Linked DNA regions of Mus musculus: all the other regions are linked to region 2. A link is a contact called in public Hi-C data. All regions are on one chromosome and are shown on one strand. The core of a region is the stretch at or near the end of the contact, and the rest is flanking DNA. Distances in the headings are between cores, read along the strand shown.

Evidence for each region. Hi-C and Micro-C count contacts between places; a contact is called where the count stands out from the background.
Region 1: a contact with region 2 is called in a Hi-C map of cerebral cortex, with 2.7 times the contacts expected there. The contact joins two enhancer-like sites. A contact is called at or near these places in 1 of 15 datasets of contacts at CTCF or cohesin (large pre-B cells), 2 of 484 Hi-C or Micro-C datasets (cerebral cortex and nephron progenitors) and 2 of 115 datasets of contacts at active chromatin or transcription factors (both in embryonic stem cells).
Region 3: a contact with region 2 is called in a Hi-C map of cerebral cortex, with 2.0 times the contacts expected there. The contact joins the promoter of Akirin2 here to the enhancer-like site in region 2. A contact is called at or near these places in 6 of 39 promoter capture datasets (the 3T3-L1 cell line, 3T3-L1-derived adipocytes, the C10 cell line and 2 more), 1 of 15 datasets of contacts at CTCF or cohesin (large pre-B cells), 13 of 484 Hi-C or Micro-C datasets (the C10 cell line, the C2C12 cell line, the G1E-ER4 cell line and 7 more) and 9 of 115 datasets of contacts at active chromatin or transcription factors (astrocytes, bone marrow-derived macrophages, embryonic limb bud and 6 more).

The regions. Positions count from the first base shown.
Region 1 is chr4:33,892,660-33,896,402 of GRCm38.p6, reverse strand. Gm33105 (a long non-coding RNA gene) reads left to right here. Exons shown (of 5, transcript XR_390460.2): 4 at 908-1,339; 5 at 2,283-2,875. Among named protein-coding and RNA genes, the nearest start is that of Gm33105, 9.8 kb to the left of the region's middle. Within about 2 kb of position 2,337, at least 19 of the 459 cell types and tissues checked have an H3K27ac peak or open chromatin away from gene starts, as enhancers often do. A contact at or near this core is called in cerebral cortex, where this site is marked.
Region 2 is chr4:34,224,294-34,228,162 of GRCm38.p6, reverse strand. No RefSeq gene overlaps it. Among named protein-coding and RNA genes, the nearest start is that of Gm33286, 82 kb to the left of the region's middle. Within about 2 kb of position 1,497, at least 60 of the 459 cell types and tissues checked have an H3K27ac peak or open chromatin away from gene starts, as enhancers often do. A contact at or near this core is called in 3T3-L1-derived adipocytes, the C2C12 cell line, astrocytes and 5 more, where this site is marked.
Region 3 is chr4:34,548,937-34,552,863 of GRCm38.p6, reverse strand. It overlaps Akirin2 (akirin 2), which reads right to left and starts at 2,249. Exons shown (of 5, transcript NM_001007589.3): 1 at 1,591-2,249. The coding sequence starts at 1,819.

The DNA of each region.
Region 1 (3,743 bases), core at 1,088-3,587, 330 kb after region 2:
TTTACTCCCCAGAAAAGAGAATATATATATATATATATATATATATATATATATATATATATATATATATTACCATCATCAAAGAAAAATTAACATGCCTATATTGATCATAAAGCCATTAAACTCTTCATTCCACATAGCCATGAACACACTCTTCTGCCCTCAAAACAGAGATGAACTTGGCTGTTTTCAGCTTTTTCTTACCGAGATAAAGCATGCTATTATAAATTCAAATATATGACTGGGTCAATGATGAAATAACATGAGATTTCTGAATACCCAAAACAAAACAAAAAAGGGAAAACTGTGAATTAATAAGTTGATGGTTGTTTATAATATAGTTCAAATTTTTAATGTTTCTTTCATTTAGCAAGACTGAAAGCTAAAAAAAAATTATTTCCATTAAAGTCAAAATAGAGTAAAATTGTATTAAATGCAACTACAAAATAAAGGATCTAATCTAATAAAAGAAAAAGGTAGGCAACACCACCTAATATCTCTGCAGTACCCAAAGTTCACACCTAAAGGAGCTTTCGATGCAACATACATAAAGCTAGTTGATGTGAATAAATAATTATTTTTTCTAGGATTTGGTAGCAAAAGAAAAATATTTTTATTCATTCATTCACTCATTCCATACTTATTATGTCTCAACCACAACTGAGTACAAAGGCAACAAGGCCCACATTCCTTTGGGGGAGATAGGAATCTCCGCAGTGGCTTTTAGGAAAACAGATCTTGAGATAAAAGAGGCACAAATTATTTACTGGAAAGTTTGGAAGGGGGGGGGGGGAAATCCAGTAGAAAAAAATCAGAAATATTTTGTAAAGAAAAAATAAGAACTAAACCTTATTCTGCTGAAGGAACATAGCAACAAAATGACTCCTAATGACATTTCTACCCACAGAATTGTCACGTAGCTGTCATCAGAGAAGCTCCCGGTCGGTGGGAATCAACGTGAGACCCACAACTTGACAATTACGGAGACTGGGGAACTTTGGGACACTGGGTAGTCTTTATTAAACCCCTTCCCTCGATGCTCGGGGATCTATGCGGGAGAGGAGGAAGAAAGTCTGTAAGAGCCAGAGGTGATGACTCACTGCAAGGAAAGTGTCTTCCAAGCACAGCAGGGCTGGTGCACATATGAACTCACAGAGACTGTGGCGGTAGCCACAAGACTCTCACAGGTTCTAACCAGGAAAAACGTTATGACTGAAAAGGGAAGTGGACACAAAATCCCATCCTTTACCAGGAAGTGATTTACAACTGATACTTGCTGAGAAAGGGGAAATCGGCTTTCTCCAGTGAAACGACACTGAGGATATCAGCCACACTCCAGGTATTCTTCATAAAGCCCAGGAGTAGTTAGGTAATACAAAATAGACTCTTAAAATTTTTTGTTTGTTTATTTTTCTGGTGTGCGTGTCTACACACCCGTGTGTGTGTGTGTGTGTGTGTGTGTGTGTGTGTGTGTGTGTGTGTGTGTGTGTGTGTTGCTGAGTTTCTTTTTTCTTTGATTTGATTTTCATTTTTGATAGATTTGTTTTCGTTTGAGAGGGAGGACATGAAGTTGTATAGCTAGGGAGTTGGGGAGGATCTGGGAGGAGTTGGAGGAGAAAGAATATGATCAAAACATAGTGCGTAAAATTTTTAATAAATGATAAAAAATACTTGGGCAATCCAGGAAGCTACCCTTTGTCTAGACCATCTGTGCCAAGCCTTCATAAACCCCAAACAACAGGGACCCTATTCTCTTTTGTACACCATTAGTCTTCCTCCCCTGAGATTCACACCACTAGTCTTAACACTGCTTCCCCCAACCCTGACTGTCCGTCAACCGACGCTGCTCATGCCCCTTTGGTCACTTCCAGCCTGAGTTCCCAGAGCGTCCTCCTCTTCCCTGACAATGCGGTCATATTGGTTGGTAGCAGGACTCTGTACAGACAGTCCCCCCAATATATGCACACTTCTATGATTATCTTCAATACCCCATTCACCCATGTGATTTCAGAGTCACTCCCTGGCCTTTGTCACCAGCAGCACTTAGGCAAGCTCATCTAACACATCTAAAGCCCTGTTTTCTTCCCAAAGCTCCCATTTCCTGAAGCACCCTTCCTGTGGGGTGGATGCCGCCCACTCGGGCTCTCCCGTTTCTTCCTTCCGTTAGTCCGGGTCATCTTTTCTCCTGTCCTGATTCACTTGAATTCCACAGCCTTTCAATAGAACCACCCTCTTACACACGTTCTCAACATCTTTGCCCTCTGTCTTTTCACATTCTCTAGGGGGAAAGCAACTCTGAAGGAACCCAGCATCTGCCTTCTCTGGGCTGGCGCTCACGCAGCCACCATATGGTGCCCACCCACGCCATCCTCCAGTGTGTTCTCCCTCACTCGCACAGTCCTAGCGACACTGGCCTTTCCACAGATCCTAGGAGCTCCAGCAGCTTTGAAGAGAGATCTGTTCTCTTTCTTCTTGGAATGCTTTCCCTCACAACTCTAGGCATGGCTGGCCCCACCTGGCCTTCACACCTCAGCCTAATAAATAATAATTAGCAGCTCCTGTTTACAGAGCACTTGCATTGCACTCAGTGATTTATATAAATCTGTCCAAACCCAGGGCTTTTAGAGTAGATGGCATTATCATCTTTATTTCGTCGCTAGAGAAATTAAGAATTAGAGGCCATGTAAATTATTCAAGCTCACATTGGATTTAGTACCACGCTAGTAAACAGAGAACCTGAATAATGTGTTTCTCTGTTTTGTCTCCATTCTTTCATTCTTCAGTCTCCACAGATGCACCCTTCCAAAGGCACCACAAAATAAGTTGTAACATTTTTTCCAGTTTTCAATTATACATATATTCATTGCTATGGCTCATTTGGCTTTTATTTTTTAATTTTTATTTGTGTGTGTGTGTGTGTGTGTGTGTGTGTGTGTGTGTGTGTGTGTGTTAGAAGACAACTCTGTGGTGTTGTTCTCTCCTACATTTACATAGGTTCAGGAATCAAATTCAGATTTCCAAGCTTCTGAGTCATGCCTTTACCTACTGAGCTCACTCACTGGATCCTTTCTTGTATGTTCCTTCACTGTTGCTCTCCTTTTCTTAGATGTAAGCTACACAGGCGTCCTCTGTCCAATTCACATTCTGTTGTGCCCCAAGGCTTAGCAATGTGTTCATCCAAGAACAAATATCAGCTCATACTTGTTAAATGGACAGGGAAAATTGAAGATGAGGCCAGAGCTGACAGAATGGGGCATTTTACCAGAAACTGTCTTCAACAAAGACACAGAAGAAGCTGCAGGTCATTAGCATGATTGTAGCATGAGGATTCTCACCCTGTGTGTGCACTGGGGACATAAACAGAGTAAACACCTGATAGATCGAATTGTGGCACAGACCTGTAATCCCAACACATGGGAGACAGCAAGTTCTAATCAGGTTTACAGGGCTTACTGAGACCCTGTGCCTAGACACCAATGGCCAGGAATACAGTCAATGGTAGAACATTTGCATGTCACAAGCAAAGCAAAGCCCTGGGCTCAGTCCCTAACACCACACACACACACACACACACACACACACACACACACACAAACACACACACGGAGGAATATTATGTAAAACAGAAATGTAGAGGGCTTGGGGTCACTTTGAGGGCTTCAGGGGAGGGTGGGCTAAGTCAATAGAGGGCTGTCCTCATACAGCCTTCATGCTGGGGCCTGTTGAAGCTCAATAGCCCTTCC
Region 2 (3,869 bases), core at 248-2,747:
GAGAGAGAATTTTAATAAAGATTCAAGGTAGAGTAATTGATGTCTGAATCCTAAAACTCACCACCCTTTCTGAGAAAATTGTATCTACAAAGATCAGTAGCCATGCGGGGAATACTAGCCAGTTTTATTAATATCAGAGCAAGTTCCCAATTGTAACATTATCACCCTTTCTTCCTCTTTCAAGGTGCCTTTGCTTATTGAATTGGAACATTGTATTAGGTTTAAGGACACAGGGGAGCAAAAATACTTCTTGCTAATGGCGGAGGTCCTGATTGTCTTGGTCCATACCTGAGTTTGGAAGAAGAAGAAGAGGAAGTGGGAAGGAGTACCAGAACAGCCCCTGGCAGCCAGCCAGCCGATCCTCAGCTGCACACGGTTAAGACATGGCGTTTACAGCAGTCCATTACTTTCCAGTGGGGTCACCTTACTCAGGCAATAGGCAGCCGATTAGCAACTCTGCCTCCTGGGCAAATGAACAAGTCAGAGATGGGCAAAATAGGGGTTTCATGTGAAAGCCAGAGAGGAAGCAGGATTTGAGAAGATGCCATCCTTGCCATGTGAGCCACACTTTTATGTAATGCAGAGCACTGTCCGTCTGGACATAAACTGATAATGGCTTTATTCCAATGTAGCTGCAAATGGAAATGGGACTTTGGATGGAGAATTAGTAACACTTATCCCTGAGTTTCTTTGTTGATAGTTAAGATTCTTAAGTTGGATTCAATTTCAGATAAGGACTCAGTATGAGAATAGGTTAAGAAGTCATAATACTCCTTTTCTATTTCAATTCGGGGACATTTCCTTCCCAAGTGTGGCTCAGAGAAGTGGATATGAGGAATATAGAACTCTAATGTGTAGTATCTAGGGGGGAAGCGCTATTCTTTCTTAGCATTACCCACATTCACAGTAATTGCAACAAAATGTTTTAGGAGGGCAAATGAGGTCTATGCCAGACAAAGCAGAATCAGCCAAAGCATCAAGTATTTGTCTTGCTCACGATGGTGGCATGCCATTGTCAGAGGAGAGTTTGAATCAGCAGCAGTTTGGCAAGAACGGACAAAACAAGGGAAAGGACTCCGGAGCAAGGTTTTTGAAAATAGCTGCCTCCAACTGGATGAAATTTCTCTTCTTTAGGTTGTGGTCCAGATGCCATGTGGTAGGTTTGGGAACAGTGCCACTGCCACAATTATCGACAGCACCCTCAGTATCCTGAACATTACAGTAATGGGCGAGTGACTCTACTTGGGTTGACAGTAATGAAGAAATGGAAGAAAAATATTAGTGCAGAAGCACTGGCAGCCTGCAAGGAACTCCAAGCTGGGCCCTCATGGTGGCTGAGTTCTCATCTCTGGGTTGTCCAGATGGGGATACAAGCTGTTTGTGTGATTATCTCCATCCCTAGGCTCCTGCAAAGAAAAGGGGCTTTGGTCATCTCCTACCTAGGAAGGGAACACTGACTTCCTCTAAGGACAGGCATACTCATTCCATGACTCATCTCCACAGTCGGGCCACATGCATAGCCAGCAAGCATTCCTGACCTCCTCGTATGTATTGCCTGCTATCTGATTCTTGTTGAACTGTCTCATTTGTCTCTGTCTCTGTCTGACTCTGTCTGACTCTGTCTGTCTTTATCTTACACACACACACACACACACACACACACACACACACACACACACACACACGCTCACACATAAACATGCCTTTCTCAACACAATGACCCCAACAGTCACTGTAAATGTCCCCATCACCTCACCATCTGCCTGTCTATTGGGCTTTGGGTTTTTCTTCTAGATTAATTCCCTTAGAGCAGAGAGTTTTTGTGGACTTGTTAAAAATGCAGAAATGTGGTTTCCTGAACTACTCAGCCAGAATATCTGGCAGCTGGCCCTGGGAATTGGCATCTATGTTAGCAAAGGCTTCTGGATGATCCAGATGCACAGAAACACGGAGAAAGCAGGCCTTGGGGAGCATCTGTGCTCCCCCACAGAGAGCCACACTCTGTGGCAGGCTGCACCACACTGACAGACAGCAGAAGACGCAGTGTGTTCTGAAGCTGAAAGGCTATTCCCCAAACATGAGCCGGCTGTGAACTGTCCCCAGTCTGCAGGTTGCCTAAATCCTGAGAGGAACATTTCTTGCATCTTGGACTAGTTCTCAGTGTTGTTTCTCTCTCCATCACGTTCCTTGTTACTCACTGACTTAACAACTGCAGCATGGCTGGTAAAGGATTCCCACATACAATGTATTCATCCTTATTACAAATCTATGCAATGAACATCATTAATACTCCCATGTGAAGGAATGAGTGTGCCTTGCTCAGTGTACCAGTTAGCAGGTTGTGAAGATAGTATTTGAACTCAGATTAGCCAAACTCCAAATTCTTTACTATGATCTTTCCTAAAACAGCTGAACCATAAACGCAGAGCAAGGAGAGCCATAGAATCTTATTGAAATGTCTTAACCTCTTTCACTACTGAGATTTCCTTTTGGTTCTACCGACTGCCAACCACTAATAATAGGAAATAAAGTGATAAGATGAAAACTGGTATGCAATGTAGAATTTGCGGTGGCTTACTGAAATATTGAAAATAATACCCAAGCTTCTAATCTAGCCTTTTATTTAAGATCCCAGACCCTTGGTAACCTTATCACCTTCATTTTAAAAACAAGGAAGCAGAAATACAGGGAGGGCTGGCTCACTAGCTGTAGAGTCAGGAACAAACTTCAGCTTTCTGCCTTTCTGTCTGAAGGAGTGTTATCCAACATCATTTGAAATCTGCCAAGCAATCACTCAAGCTGTCTGTGAGTATTCTATAACAGGTAGGCAAGTTGTATAGTGGGTACAGAAACAGAAAAGACACAATGCAATCTGGACTCAAAATATTAAGTATATTTGTAAAAACAAGGATTAGATGTAGAACCGAATGCTTTGAAAGCCGTGTTTCTCATGGTTGGCTGCAAATCAAAGCCACCCAGGGAACTTCTAAAGCCCCAGAAGCTTCCAGAATTAAGTACCTTTAAAAGTAAGGCACAAGCATGTCCATTAAAACAAATCAAATCAAAACAAAACAAAACAAAACAAAACAAAACAAAACAAAACAAAAGCCAACCAACCAACCAACCAACCAACCAACCAAACAAACAAACAAACAAACAAACAAACCTCATCCAGCCAGTGGTAAGAAGCACAGTAACAAAGTAGCACACTTCACAGTAGGGGCATGAGATACTCTAGGAGTAATGGAAAAAGAGAGGCAGGCTAACACTGCCCGTGACCATGGCCACTGGACTCAGACAAAATGACGGCTAAGTTGAGGGGGTGGAGAAACCACATGAGGAAGTCCAAGAAAAAGGCAGGAGCTTCCAAAGAGAGAGGTGCCAGTGAGGCGCCTGAGAGCTGACATCTGCAGGAAGGTCTAAGAGGTGGAGACAGGAAGAGCGCTGTTGGCATGGGTTTCTCCTGGGAAGCATGCATTGATTTGTAGGTTGGGTGATCTGGGAAACCACAAATAGACACCAATCAGAATAAACACACTTAGTTCTTGAAGAAACACATCGGTATCTCAAGTCTTAAGAAACCAAACCAAACCAAACCAAACCAAACCAAACCAAACCAAACCAAACCAAACCAAACCAAACCAAACCATTTAGTTACTGTGCTTTTTATTATTATTATTATTATTATTATTATTATTATTATTATTATTATTTCAAAGGGACCCTTGTAAATTTGGCCAGTCACTGTTTAGTTTCTTATTTCTAATATGTTTTAAAACTTTCCATTTATGTGTTCAACCACAAATTCCAAGGACTGTAAATCAGAAAGTAGTTACTTACTCCCATAACATTTGTCTTACTCTTGCACA
Region 3 (3,927 bases), core at 1,000-3,499, 320 kb before region 2:
GCCAGGGCTACACAGAGAAACCCTGTCTCGAAAAACCAAAAAAAAAAAAAAAAAAAAAAAAAAAGGAATCCATTCTCCACTTTGTTCCCTTGTTTTACAGTAATGACTAAAGCAGGGGGTTCTCAGCGCTCCTGATAAGCCCACCCTTTAGCACAGTACCTCATGCAGTGATGATCCCAACCCTATGATTATTGTTGCTACTTCATAATGTAATTTTGCTACTGTTATAAATCATAATGCAAATATCGGAGCGTTCCCCCGGGGGTCGCGGCCCACAGATTGAGAGCCATTCCTCTAACAACTCGGTCAGGAGTGCCTTTATACACATATGTGGGGGAGGGCAGCTTAGGTATGATCCTTAAATAAACGTCTTGGAATTTCTACGAAAAGTGACTGCAACTCATAAAACAGCTTTTGGCTACGTTATATCAAAAATTTAAGAGCCAGACTAGGTAACTGAGGTTCTCCATGGATTTGGGTATGAATATTTAAATGTGACATTTAAAAAAACACACATGGTACAGTCAATTTCATATAGATGTTACCAAATACAGAACTCTATAGTTCCCATCTTTTTAAAATGAATTACTGAGAAAAAAAAAATTTAAGCTAAGCAAAGGCTTTAAGGATGATATCACTAAGGGCTTACACACACAGGCTCACACACTCTTGCATGCCACACACAAAAGAAACAGACTTACACTTCAAGTCCATTAAAGTTTACCCTAAGATTGTGCCGAAGGCACACAAAGATTTCCAAATGCAGAGGGGGAAAAAAAATCCCTAGGTACACATTTAGTATACAAAAGCAATCAAAGGTCCATCCGGCAGACACTTTGAGAAAATGTTTCAAGACTTCAAGTCTGAAGTCCACTGGAATCTTGATTTATTCGTTACTCTCGAGGCTAGGTTGTTTTCTCCCAACATACTTCATTGGGATAACTAAAGCATTTACAAATAAACTAGTCAGTCTCAATTTGAAGTACACCTTCCTTTTCATTAAAAGTTCAGGATCTCTTAAGGACTGGACGCATAGTGAGATCACATTACAGTACTCGGGAAGAACATTTGCTTTGTTGTTGACCCTGCTAGGGAAACAGGTCTTGACTCAGCCAAAGTGGCGTTCTTGTGGGTGATTAATGACAGGCCTACAACTCGCCCCAGTGACATCCATCCCCCTCCAAACCCCACCCCTTCTATACTAAAACCAGCCAAGTCTAAAATGGAGGAGGGGCTGCCTTCTCGCCTCAAACCACTCAGTCACTGAGTTAATAGCTGCAACCAATCGATTCAGCCCAAGAGACCCGGAGATTCGGGTGAAATGTGACCCTTCTCTCGCCTGACTTATGAATAATATCACCCTCTCTGATCATTTCCGCTGGGGCTCTACATAAGGAAACGATTCTAGGGATCTAGCCCCAAATGATCTGCCTCACAATGAGGGACCCCCACAATGCCGGCCAACCCGACTCGTACCCACCCAACCTGCCGACACCACCCCCACCTCGGTTCAGGCCCTTCCTTCCCTTTGTGTCCGCACCCAAGCTCCCGGCCGCAGCCCACCCCGGCAGCCCCGGGGCCGAGGCCCACCTGTGGTGAGCCGGGAAGAGACGTCGCCGAAGGGGGAAGGCTCCATCCGGAGATACTTCTGCGGCGAGGCGGCCGCGGCCGAGGCGGCGGCGGCGGCGGTGGCGGCGGCAGGGGAGGCGGCAGCCGAAGCCGGCGCCGACAAAGGCGCGCACCGCCTCCGCTTCGGAGATGCGGGGCTCAGCAGCGGGTCGAAATCCAGAGTCCTTTTCAGAGTGGCTCCGCACGCCATGGTGGCGGGCGGCCGAGGCTCGGCTCGGGCGGGGCCGGGAAGGACGGGGGCAAACGGGCCCTCCGAGGTGCCCGGTGGGTGTGGGGCCCGGGACGGCGGAGCCGCGACAGGGCAGGCGGGCGAGGCGCGAGGGTCGCGCCGCCGGCTCGGGGCCGCTCCCGAGAGGCCGGGCCGCCCCCGCCGTGCGCTCGGGCTGAGCGCGCCGGGGCTCCTGCGCGGAGACCCGCTCCCTTCGGAAGTGGACCCGGCCAGTGGCGCGACCCAGACGCGATCTCCGACACGCCGGTGCAGACGGAAGCTCGTGAGTGGCGGCCACGCGCGGGAGCTGCGAGGTAGCCCGGCCGTACAGAGCTAAGCAATGCACTCGACCCTCTCTTCTCCACGGAACAACTCTGCCACCCGCCGCCGGCCCCAATATGGCGTCAATAACAACGCCGCCGATTCAAATCCTGCGGCCCCAGGGCGCCTGCGCACCGGGGGCGGGCCCGCCAGAGTGCATTCTGGGATTTGTGGGGTTTCGTGAAGGGCAGGGATCGGCCTGAAAGGCGGTTACCCAGAAGTCACAGAAACTACGACTCCCGTCATCCAAGGCGCACGATCCCAAGTTCCGGGTTGGAATTTAAATACCCCCTCATAAGTAAGAGAGTTTAAAAAAAAAAAAAAAAAAAAAAGACCTAAGGAAGAGAAAGGAGAGCCTGTGAGACAGTGGGGAAGAGGAAGCGAACCCATTGGAAAAGCAAGCTAAGCACTTTAGAGACCCTGTGAAGATTTGGCATAGTGACTTAAACGGGATATAACAAAGAGCCAGTCTAATATTTGGAGAGAGATTAATTTAGCTGTCAGGAGCGCCAAAAAACCAAATCTGTCACATGGAGGAGATAGGAAATAATGAAAACACCAATTTGGGTCCTCGAGACAGAACGACAGTAATAATATCAGATTACAGGATCTTTGAAGTCTGTGCTTTGCGCTTCCCAGATAGGTACTTGTTTGCTTATTAAATTCTGCATAGCTGAAAAGGAGCACAAAGTCAATTGTTTACTATGAGCAGAGAGCGATCAACACCAGAAATTTGTTGAGTTTGGAAGGCTGGGTGGGGTCTAGGGAAAGGCAAGCAAATAAATGCCTAGGGAGCAGGACCCATCTTTATTAGCAAAGTGGGAAGAAATATTTCTAAAATTTGTTTTTTCATCAACTATCTAAAATAGGGATCGACTACAGCACTGATGAAGTAATTTATGTAGATACTTTATATCTTCTGCCTGTGGATGCTAGCTCTCCACCAAGATTATAAGTATTAATACGCCTAATGCTCACTCTTTTCTGCTTACTCAGAAATCAACATATGTGGCTGCTTTATAGTTGTTTTGGACAATACCTCTCTATATATCCATTTGTTTAGAATTGTTCACCACCACAAAGATCAGCTTTCTTGATCACACTGTATAAGCAACTCTGTCACACTTATTTTAATTTAGAATATAGTTCTTAGAAAGTATCTTTTGAGAAAGACCAGCATTCTATGAAACAGTCACTTAACTAAGACTTGTACTAAGGATGTGTTTATTAAATTATAAAAACTCCAGGAAATCTGTTATTGTGCTGAAACTGACTGGACGTTCATACTTTATGTAAGAGCAGAATAAGAAAAGTTCTTGACTTTTTTTTTTCCTTTGGAGATAAGATCTGATATCAAATTCACTGGGTAGCCAAAGATGACCTTGAACTTTTGACCCTCCCACCTCTACCTCCTGAGAACTAAGGTTAAGATGATTGGCGTGTGCCATCATACATCGTTTATATATTGCCAGGGGTCAATCAAGCACCCTAGCAACTAAACAGCAGCCTCTCCTTTTGTCCACTAAGATTTGACCACAGGTGGCACGGAAGGTAAAAGGGAGCCACAAGACAGGACATTGAGATTGTGTGGAAGAGGAGGAAGGGGTAATAGAGTATTTGTGACATGAAAGCAGAAGGTAACTGCCAGGGGAGAAAGGGTACACGGCCTGGAGGAATGAACAGAAACAAATCAGGTATGAGCAGGCCATAACGCAAATTGCATTGTGGGCTAATGTTAAAAATAAACAAGAAATTCAGTAGGATAAATA